Regions from separate parts of the Mus musculus genome. Here all the other regions are linked to region 2. Evidence: chromatin contacts called from public promoter capture Hi-C data. All regions are on one chromosome and are shown on one strand. The core of a region is the stretch at or near the end of the contact, and the rest is flanking DNA. Distances in the headings are between cores, read along the strand shown.

What was found. Promoter capture Hi-C pulls out the DNA fragments that hold promoters and counts their contacts.
Region 1: a contact with region 2 is called in a promoter capture Hi-C map of liver, with 5 times the contacts expected there. The contact joins the enhancer-like site here to the promoter of Cdkn3 in region 2. A contact is called at or near these places in 4 of 39 promoter capture datasets (the 3T3-L1 cell line, hippocampal neurons, liver and 1 more), 2 of 115 datasets of contacts at active chromatin or transcription factors (astrocytes and embryonic limb bud) and 3 of 9 other capture datasets (adipose tissue, embryonic stem cells and pancreatic islet).
Region 3: a contact with region 2 is called in a promoter capture Hi-C map of embryonic stem cells, with 4 times the contacts expected there. The contact joins the promoter of Ddhd1 here to the promoter of Cdkn3 in region 2. A contact is called at or near these places in 12 of 39 promoter capture datasets (the 3T3-L1 cell line, 3T3-L1-derived adipocytes, the C10 cell line and 7 more), 5 of 484 Hi-C or Micro-C datasets (CD4 T cells, Th1 cells, erythroblasts and 2 more), 5 of 115 datasets of contacts at active chromatin or transcription factors (the 230-238 cell line, astrocytes, embryonic stem cells and 2 more) and 2 of 9 other capture datasets (adipose tissue and liver).

What each region holds. Positions count from the first base shown.
Region 1 is chr14:45,706,198-45,709,154 of GRCm38.p6, forward strand. No RefSeq gene overlaps it. Among named protein-coding and RNA genes, the nearest start is that of A530076I17Rik, 39 kb to the left of the region's middle. Within about 2 kb of position 1,419, at least 13 of the 459 cell types and tissues checked have an H3K27ac peak or open chromatin away from gene starts, as enhancers often do. A contact at or near this core is called in liver, where this site is marked.
Region 2 is chr14:46,758,997-46,761,889 of GRCm38.p6, forward strand. It overlaps Cdkn3 (cyclin-dependent kinase inhibitor 3), which reads left to right and starts at 1,545. Exons shown (of 8, transcript NM_001360041.1): 1 at 1,545-1,652. The coding sequence starts at 1,644.
Region 3 is chr14:45,656,776-45,659,475 of GRCm38.p6, forward strand. Ddhd1 (DDHD domain containing 1) reads right to left here and starts at 1,368. Exons shown (of 14, transcript NM_001042719.2): 1 at 447-1,368. The coding sequence starts at 1,236. Mir5131 (microRNA 5131) reads right to left here and starts at 1,278; the gene lies at 1,186-1,278.

The DNA.
Region 1 (2,957 bases), core at 169-2,668, 1.1 Mb before region 2:
GATAGATAGATAGATGTATTTTCTGTGTGGCATGTGATATGAGAGTTCATATTAGTAACTGAGGTTTGAATAAGAGAACCTGCATTTGCCCTGGCCAGATTACCAAGGTACGTGGGACTATATGACAAACTGATGTCATTGCAGCTGTTGACCTCTCTGAACTTATTATTCAATAGGTTCTGATCTTGTGGAAACACGCAAATATGTTTGTTTATGCTACTGCCATACTGCACCCACAAGAGGATTTGTTATGCAAATAAAATTACCAGAGTGCGTATTTTCTCTTTCTTGAAATATATAGGGCACCCTTTACTAGTAATGAATCATAAATAATTCCAACATTGACTTGCAGGTATCTTTCAGTCCAATTCAAGCCCAAATTGAATAGTTCCAGTTGTGTCAACACATAAGTTATACTGACAGGCAGTGTTATTAGGATTGAAGTCATGATAGTTAAAATTGACCCATCTGCAATCCAGATAAACTCATACAACCATCTCTAAAGTCAGAAGCTAAAGGATACTTTAATAATAAAAAGTTTGGCAGTGTCAACCAGCCAGACCTCCTGGAGCTCCCGGGGACTAGACCACCAGCTGAAGAGTACACATGGAGCGACCCTTGGCTCCAGCTACATATGTGATAGAGGATGACCTTGTTGAACATCAGTGGGACAAAAGGCCCTTGGGCATGTCAGTGTAGGGGAATGCCAGGTCGGAAAGAAGGGAGTGGGTGGATGGGTGGGTGAGCACCCTCATAGAGGCAGGGGGAGAAAGAATGGAATAGGGGGTTTCTGAAGGGGAGACTTGGAAAGGGCAAAACATTTGAAATGTAAACTAAGAAAATGTCCAATAAAAAAGTAAAAGATAAAAAATGTTTTAAAAGTTGGGGAACTTAATAAAGACTCATTGTATTTTGTGGCATTAACAGTAAAAAGCCCTGTCTTTTTAGTTGAAAATTGTCAAGAGTCAGAGCTCTTTATACATTTCTTCAGCATCCCAGGGCCATAAATAAAATAGCTGTTCTTGTTTAAACTATAACTTAATGCTAATTGTTATGCTACAATACAATTAAATTGTGACTCACTTGGCATTGGGTGCCACATGTTAAAGGGGCAATTGTCAACACTGCCCTGCTTTAGACACCAGCTGCCAGTGATGTTTCCAGGTCACATGTTTCTGACCAACTGGGCACAAATTCAAAGGGTTGACACAACCTCCTCATGTTTGATAATTTTTTAAAGCGTGGCTCATGCCCTTTAGAATTAAGAACAATATTATACTCACAATTACACTTTTATTGTGAAGGACTCAAACCAGGAACAGCCAAATGCTTTCATGTGACATTGATAGTGTCACCCTCCCAGCAGCCATCTAGCTCTGACGAGGACGTGTCTCAGAGTTCTCATGTCTAAAGCTTGTTACTAGGGTTCTTTCATTGACCATGGGACTGGATTTGGTCTCCTTTCACCCACATGAGAGGGATCAAGCCAGGTCAAATTTCTAATTATTAAACACATGGTTAATCTTTCTGGTGAGTGATTGGCTCTCATCCTGAGTCACCTCAGGTCTTCCCATAAACTCAAGTGTGATTTAAGAGGCTCATCAATAATTGCAAACAATAAAACATTCCCATTTACTCAGGGAATTCTAAGATTTAGATTGATTACCTTTTGGGAACCAGAGATAAAGGCCAGTGACACTCTCTATTATACAACAGACCATCCATTCTTTTTATATGGGGCAGCCAGTATAGAGAAGGCACTGGAGAATTTGAGCTAAATTTCTCAATAACTTGACCATCAATATCGGTCTTATAGTATCTCCCCTCGCCTTATCATTTATACTGATATCCTGATATCCTGATATAGGGTGTATAACGTGAAAAACAAAAGTCAAACAGTACTGGCTCGTTATTAGAGTTCCATTCAGACATTAGTAACCAATCCAGCATCACATGAACAAAATGTATCCCAGAGCAAGGCATCTAAAGTTCTCAAGCTTCCATTCAGGCAGATCAGGTTTCAAAAGCAGGAATGAGCTAAGCATTTTGTGGCTTCTCCCCTTAGGCATCTGATGGAAGTGAGCTACGACACAATATTGTGGCTTGCTCTGAGCTTCTTTCAAAGTATTAATGTAATATTGAATTTTCCTCATTGTATAGCCCTTTATTTATTCTGTTACTCTTTAGCTACAACTCTTCCTTCTTGGAGATGTTAGATTGATCCAGTAAGTTGATCTACAGTGCAGGCAGCAATATTACTTTAATAACCACCTCCCATTAGTTGACCCTATTCATTAGAGTTTGTTTATTCTTTCTAGCATGGGGCAGGCAATATAGTTGTATTTATGGCCACTGGTAGCAAATTCAAACTCAATTTCATCTTTGGTACCACTAAGATTTTATTACTTATTGATTGCTACATAATCTGAAGATAAATGACAGTATGTATATTATTTTATAATTATAGATCTGTGTGCTTCTTTTGTTAGCATCCCATTTAGATTCAAGATAGTCGATTCTTATTTGCCTTCTGAGAAAAATCAATAATACCCCTCACTGGTTAGGCTCTAGGGCCTTATCGAGACTCTCTCTTACAGCTCATGAGTATCAGCCAGGACTTGTGGCTCTGTTCTCATGAAGTGCACAGATGACTGTCCCTTTGTCATTTTCTAAAGGTGAATTCTAGAAGGCAAACACCCTATCCATTTATTGCTTCATGTGAGAAAGGCACATGGTTTCCAAACAAAAGGTGTAGTTGCTTGGTGTGCTTTGAGGTTGGACCTGAGTTGTTCAAAGGTGATTTGTGTCTTGTTTTTGAGAGAGTATAAACTGGTTTAAAACTTCCCCAAACTAGTAGTAAGAAGTAATTAGAAGATTCCTGGGTTTTACTTCTACCACATGTCATGTGTTTCTAATTTTTCTGGAGTGGTCCGCCACCATGTGATCTAACAAAGTTA
Region 2 (2,893 bases), core at 295-2,794:
TGCTATAAGAAAACAGGCTGAGCAAGCCAGGGGAAGGAAGCCAGTAAGCAGCCCTCCTCCATGGCCTCTGCATCAGCTCCTGCTTCCAAGTTCCTGCCCTGTGTGAATTCCTATCTTGACTTCCTTCAATAATGAACAGCAATGTGCAAGTGTAAGCTAAATTAACCCTTTCTTCCCCCACTTGCTTTTTGGTCATGGTGTTTCGTTGCAGCAAGAGAAACCCTAACTAAGACATGCATTGACCTGGCTAAGCCAGGTGCTCAGATATTTAGAAAAACACTATTGTGAATATTAGGGGATGTAATTTACATTTAAGTTGGTAGACTTTGGGTAAAGCAGATTGTCTTCCAAGTTGGAAGCCTGGATATTACAAAAGCTAAGATTCTCTTAACACAAGGAGGATTCTTTAGCTTATGGTTTTCACAGTTAATTTACAGCACAGACTCTTCCTGGCCCCCACAACACTCTGCCTTTGAACTTGAACTTTGATCTGATCTTCTGAGTCAACAGCCACTAACCTCTCACTAGATTTTGAACTCACCAGCATTCCGAAGTCATTTCTTTTACACACACACACACACACACACACACACACACACACACACACACACAACTTCTATTTCTCCGAAGGATCGTGACTAATGCTATTTCTAAGTCAAATCGTGCTGTCTTCTTTCCCTAACTACTAGCCCTGTGCCCACTGACTTTGACATAAGGGTAAAAGAGGAAACTTCTGCTTTTCTCAAATTCCATGATACTATTGCTCCAGGTGACTTTCTTTCCCAAAGCCAGCTAAATGAAGACTGAAAATGGAAGGTGGGGGGGGGGGGGCAGGGGAGTTAATGGAGAGAAGATTCACCAATAAAGAGCGTGTCCTCTCAGAGAGGACCCTAGTTCAGTTCCTTGCGCCCATGTAGCAGGCTCAGAACAGTCTTATATTGGCGCTGATTAAGCCTGACAAGGTCGACCCCACCCCCAACCCCCATATCATTTTATCTCCTTTTCATACAATATTAGCACATTCCTACTTGGTGAACAGGAAGACTGATCTACACATTAACTTATGTACATCCTGGAACATCCAGAACATACAGAACATCCAATGTCAAGTATGCCTATGCTCTTTATTTAGTATTCTCCAAAGTATCTACATGACTAGATATGACAGCAATGTCAGTTTTCCCAGGGACACCTCCTATGCAAGGCTCTCCTCCACCAATTACCACGCCCTGAAAGTTAAAACAATTTAAAAGAAAATGCTCCCTATCCTGGTATCATTCAGAAATTAAGTCCAGAAAGTCTCCAAAGCGCTGGACTTGTGAGGAACCACTTCGCCTCGCTCCGCCTCTCGCCACGTCCACGCCCTCAACTGGCGGAGGGGCGGAGCCCTCCAAGCCAATCCCCTTTCTTCCGGGCCCTCCTTCCGCGCGTCTTTCAAAGACTTCCTCTGAACCAATGAGTAGTCAGAGGCTGAGCAAGGCCCCGGAGTAAGAAACAGAGCGAGGATATGATTGGTTTCTGGAACGCCCCGCGCCACCTCCTACGTGGGCGGACCAATGGACTGACGGGGGCGGGCTCTTCGCGGGCGGTGTCCTAAAGGCTGCGAGGGCGGCGGCACTGGTTACGGCGAGTGGCGACCCGCGATGAAGCCGGTGAGTGGGGCTGTCCGGGACCCGAAGGATCCTCGCCACGGGGCCAGACGCTGGACCGCCTCGGCTGCGTTGCTGGGCGGCCAGCGGTGCGATTCGCACAGTAACCGCCCTGCGCGTCGGGGAGGCTGAGTGGCAGATCTGTGGCACTGCGGTTCGCTGCCCACCTGAGGGGCCTCACGACGACCCTGCCAGAGAGGGCCAAGCCATTCAGCTTGACAGCTCAGATGCAGAGGCTGTCACGGCCGGGGTTGTGGGTGGCTTGATGCCTCAGATGCAGAGGCTGTAACGACCCCGTTTGTGAGTGACATCACGATAGCCACCCTCCCTCAGAAAGCTCAGGGCACTGCGTCTTGTTTCCTGCAGGTCAGAATCCCTGGGCCTGAGGAAGGCAGGGACGTCTAAGCCTGTTAGCATTTATCCACAGCAGGCTGAGAGGGGTGGAGTGAAAAGTCACACAAGCTTAAAATCTGGTTTTATAGGAGAAAGAAAAGGGGTCTTAGCCATGACTTGGAAGCCCCACCTGACATATCGTTTCTACCTCATAGCTGACACTCCACTTAAAGGCTTCATTTGGGTTCCGTTGTGTTTTATACCAAAGAGCAATCCAAAGAAACCGCAATCTATAATTTCAGCCAGTTATCACCTGTTCCTCCAGCAAGACCTTTCTAGAAGAGCTTGAAAGCCAAGCAGTCAGGTGGTTACTCTTGCAAGTCTTGTGTCCACTGTGTCAGCTGCCTACCGACTGCATTGTTGCCAGAGGAAGAGTGAGCTATCTGACCTCTGGTATAGAGGAACTGAACACACGTAGAGCTCGCTATTTCCTCCTCTCTTGAGATCTACCTCCTCTGGCAAGCACAAGTGAGTCCTCTGTAGTCCACTGCTGCCTGGGAAGGGGTAGATCTGGATGGATGTGGGAATCACACAGCCGCAGTCTACTTTCTCCTTTTGACATTCTTTAAAACTAATATTTTTGTATACACGTGTTGTTCAAATGTCTGATCTCAGATGGTTCCAATTAGGGAGTGGAAAGGGTTTTTTGTTTGTTTGTTTGTTTGTTTTTGTTTTTGTTTTAGAAAGGGGATGAGCAGTGTCCACTGGCTTTGTCTCTTCTGGGTCATCTCTACTGAATACACAATCCTCCACCCTTCCACCCATATTGTGTTTTCTTTTGAGCCAGCCTGGCCATGTATACCACTGCTCTAGAACTTGTGCCTCAGTCTCCCCAATGCTGACATCAAAGC
Region 3 (2,700 bases), core at 118-2,617, 1.1 Mb before region 2:
TTCCCGTCAGGGCTTTTCTCTTCTCAGGTTTTAAGCTGAACTGTTGATTCTCATAAAAACACTCAAGCATTTCCACTCACTCCAGGACATGTTATTTAAATCACAGGAGCTTCAGGAGACACGAGACCGAATCAGATATCCAGGTGGACAAAGCCCCTGGTACGGTCAAGAAACTAAAGCTACTGGCTTGGGGATCCGTTCCTGGATACCCTCCAGGGGATGGCAGCAGCACTCTACTCACCCAGGAGGCACAATCCCCGGCGGAATCCTCCCCTCCTGACCCCGCTAGCAGCTTGGGCGCTGCCATCTGCTCTTTTACCCTTCACCTGCCGAGGCACCCCGCGCAACCTGCATCCTAACCCGAGGCAGGCATCGCGGGGGCAACCGAACCCCCAAACGCCGTCCAGCGCGCGCCGAGCCTGGCCCGCCCCTGGCCAGCCACTTACGGTTCCAGTACACCGGGTAGCACTCTCCTTGAGTGACATCCACCTCGTAGAGGCCGCCGCGCACGCACACCGGCTCGATGGTCACCAGCTCCTCCATCTCCGGCTCAGGCCCCGCCGCGCGCGGGCAGAAGCCGCAGGCGCTGTCCTCCTCGTCTTCCTCCCCGAAGCTGGAGCTTGGGCCACACACCCGGTCTCCATCGCGGCCCGCCGCCCGGGCCTGGGCGCCCGTGGTCTGCAGCAGGGTCCGGAAGGCGAGCTCGATGCGCAGAGAGTCGTAGCCGATGAAGGGCTTCCAGGTCTTCTTGTCTTCCTTGTAGAACCAGCGCACCTCCTCGGGGCCCAGCTCCGTCACCACCTCGTAGCGGTGCCGGGCGGCTGCGCCGCCGGGCCGGGCGCGCTTCCTGTCCCCGGGGCCCCCTCCCGCCGCCCCGCCGCCCCCCGAGTTCTGGGCGACGAGCGGCGGCGGAGGCGAAGAAGAGCTGCCGCCGCCCGCGCTCTCGCCCTCGCTGTAGTAGCGCAACGACGAGCCGGACTCGGCCGAGCTGAAGTCGTAGGTCTCGTCGCTGAGGCACGGGTCCAGAGCCAGGTGGCTCAGGTCGTCGGCGCCCGGTGCCAGGTGCAGCGGCTCGGCGCGCAGCAGCGACAGCGGCACGCTGTCGCCCGGCTGGTGCTCGAAGCAGCAGCCGCCGCCGCCGAACACGCCCGCCGCGTCCGAGCCCAGCTCCCAGGCACCGCCGCCGCGGCCGTTACGCTCGGGGCTCCGTGGGGCGCCGCGGCCCGGGTAGTTCATGCCGCCGGCGCTTCCGCCACACGCGCATCCGACGCCGCCGCCCTCTCGGCCCGGACTTTATAATCTTTCAAATCCCGAGCAGGGCAGCAGCTGCGGCCGAGGCGACTCCGCCTCCCCGCCGGCCCCCGGCCGCCGCAGCGCCGTTCCGGGGCCCGCCCCATTGTTACGCAGCCCTGCGTGGGCGGGGCCACAGGGGCCCCGCCCCCAGCCGCGCGCGCCTCCCCGGAAGGCCCGAGGACTCTGCTGGAGCTCCCGTTTGGCGCTAGGCTGTACGTAGTCTTCCGCGCCTGGAAGCGGGGGTCAGACGGGGTCGCGGCGGTCTCGGCATCCGTGGAGCCCCTGCCTCACGACTTTCGACGCAGTGGCTCCGCCCCCTCGCTTCCACGCCCCTGGATGCCAGCCGCAGTGAGGCTCTCGCCCACTCATCTTTACACTTTCGGGTCATGAGCCCCGTGGGTGATTCAGCTGTATGCCCAGAGGGGCCCTGGAAGTTGCTAGCTCACGTTCCTGGCTTTAGGCCTGCTTTCAGCATCCGAAAGACCTGCTCGGTCACCTGGTTTGGCCCTTTCCCAACCTTCAGCCCATTCATACAGAAGGCACCCCACCTCTACGCCTGCTGCTCACCTGGGCACGACCACTCCCACTTACAAAACTGGCGTCCTAGAGTCACTGTGCCAGTTCTTTAGATTGCTTGCCCTCTTGTCCTTATGCTTCCTGTTCTTTCTGTAGTGCAGTAAGGCCTTGGATGGAAACCAAGTCCCTATGTCTTAGTCTTTTCCCACAGTCTGTGCGCATTCGATGTACCTTGGTTATAACTAACTGGTCTTGCCAGCCTTGTGTGGTAGATTATTAGACTGAAAGAGGAAAAAAAAAAAAACAAAAACCTAGGTTCTAAACTCAGCTTTGCCACCTCCAGGCAAGTCACTTAATCTCCTTTATCTATTTGTCTTATTCCTTGCTATAAGTAGGAGATCGTTGCACCGGACGGTCTCTAGTAATTCTATGGCTTTTAAGCCTTCCCAAGTTTGGTTTGGTTTTTGTTTTTAGTATAACTCTGATTCTGTAACTCACTTCCTGGTTTCAGGGAGACACGGAGGCTCTGTTATGTTAGACTTCCAAGACAGAGTAAAGAGAAGACAGAGACCAGAGTCTGACCTCAACAGATGGACAGTTTATTTCAAACAAAGAAGGAAAGACACTCTCCGGAGGGAAATGGGTGTCTTAGAAGGGAGTAAACTAGCTGGGGCCCTTTATAGAGGCAAGTGGGTGGCTTGGAAATGAAATTCTTGCAGCCATAGAGCTATGTGTCGGTCTATGATGTACCTTTCCTGGAATTATCTGTTTTATTAAAAGGCAGTTCATTTTGGGGAACAGGCTGCCCCAGCAGAGATTATTTGGACTGTGGCTGACTGATGAGTTTGGTCAAGGTCAGCTGTAACTTCATAGAAATCCTGTTTTATAGCT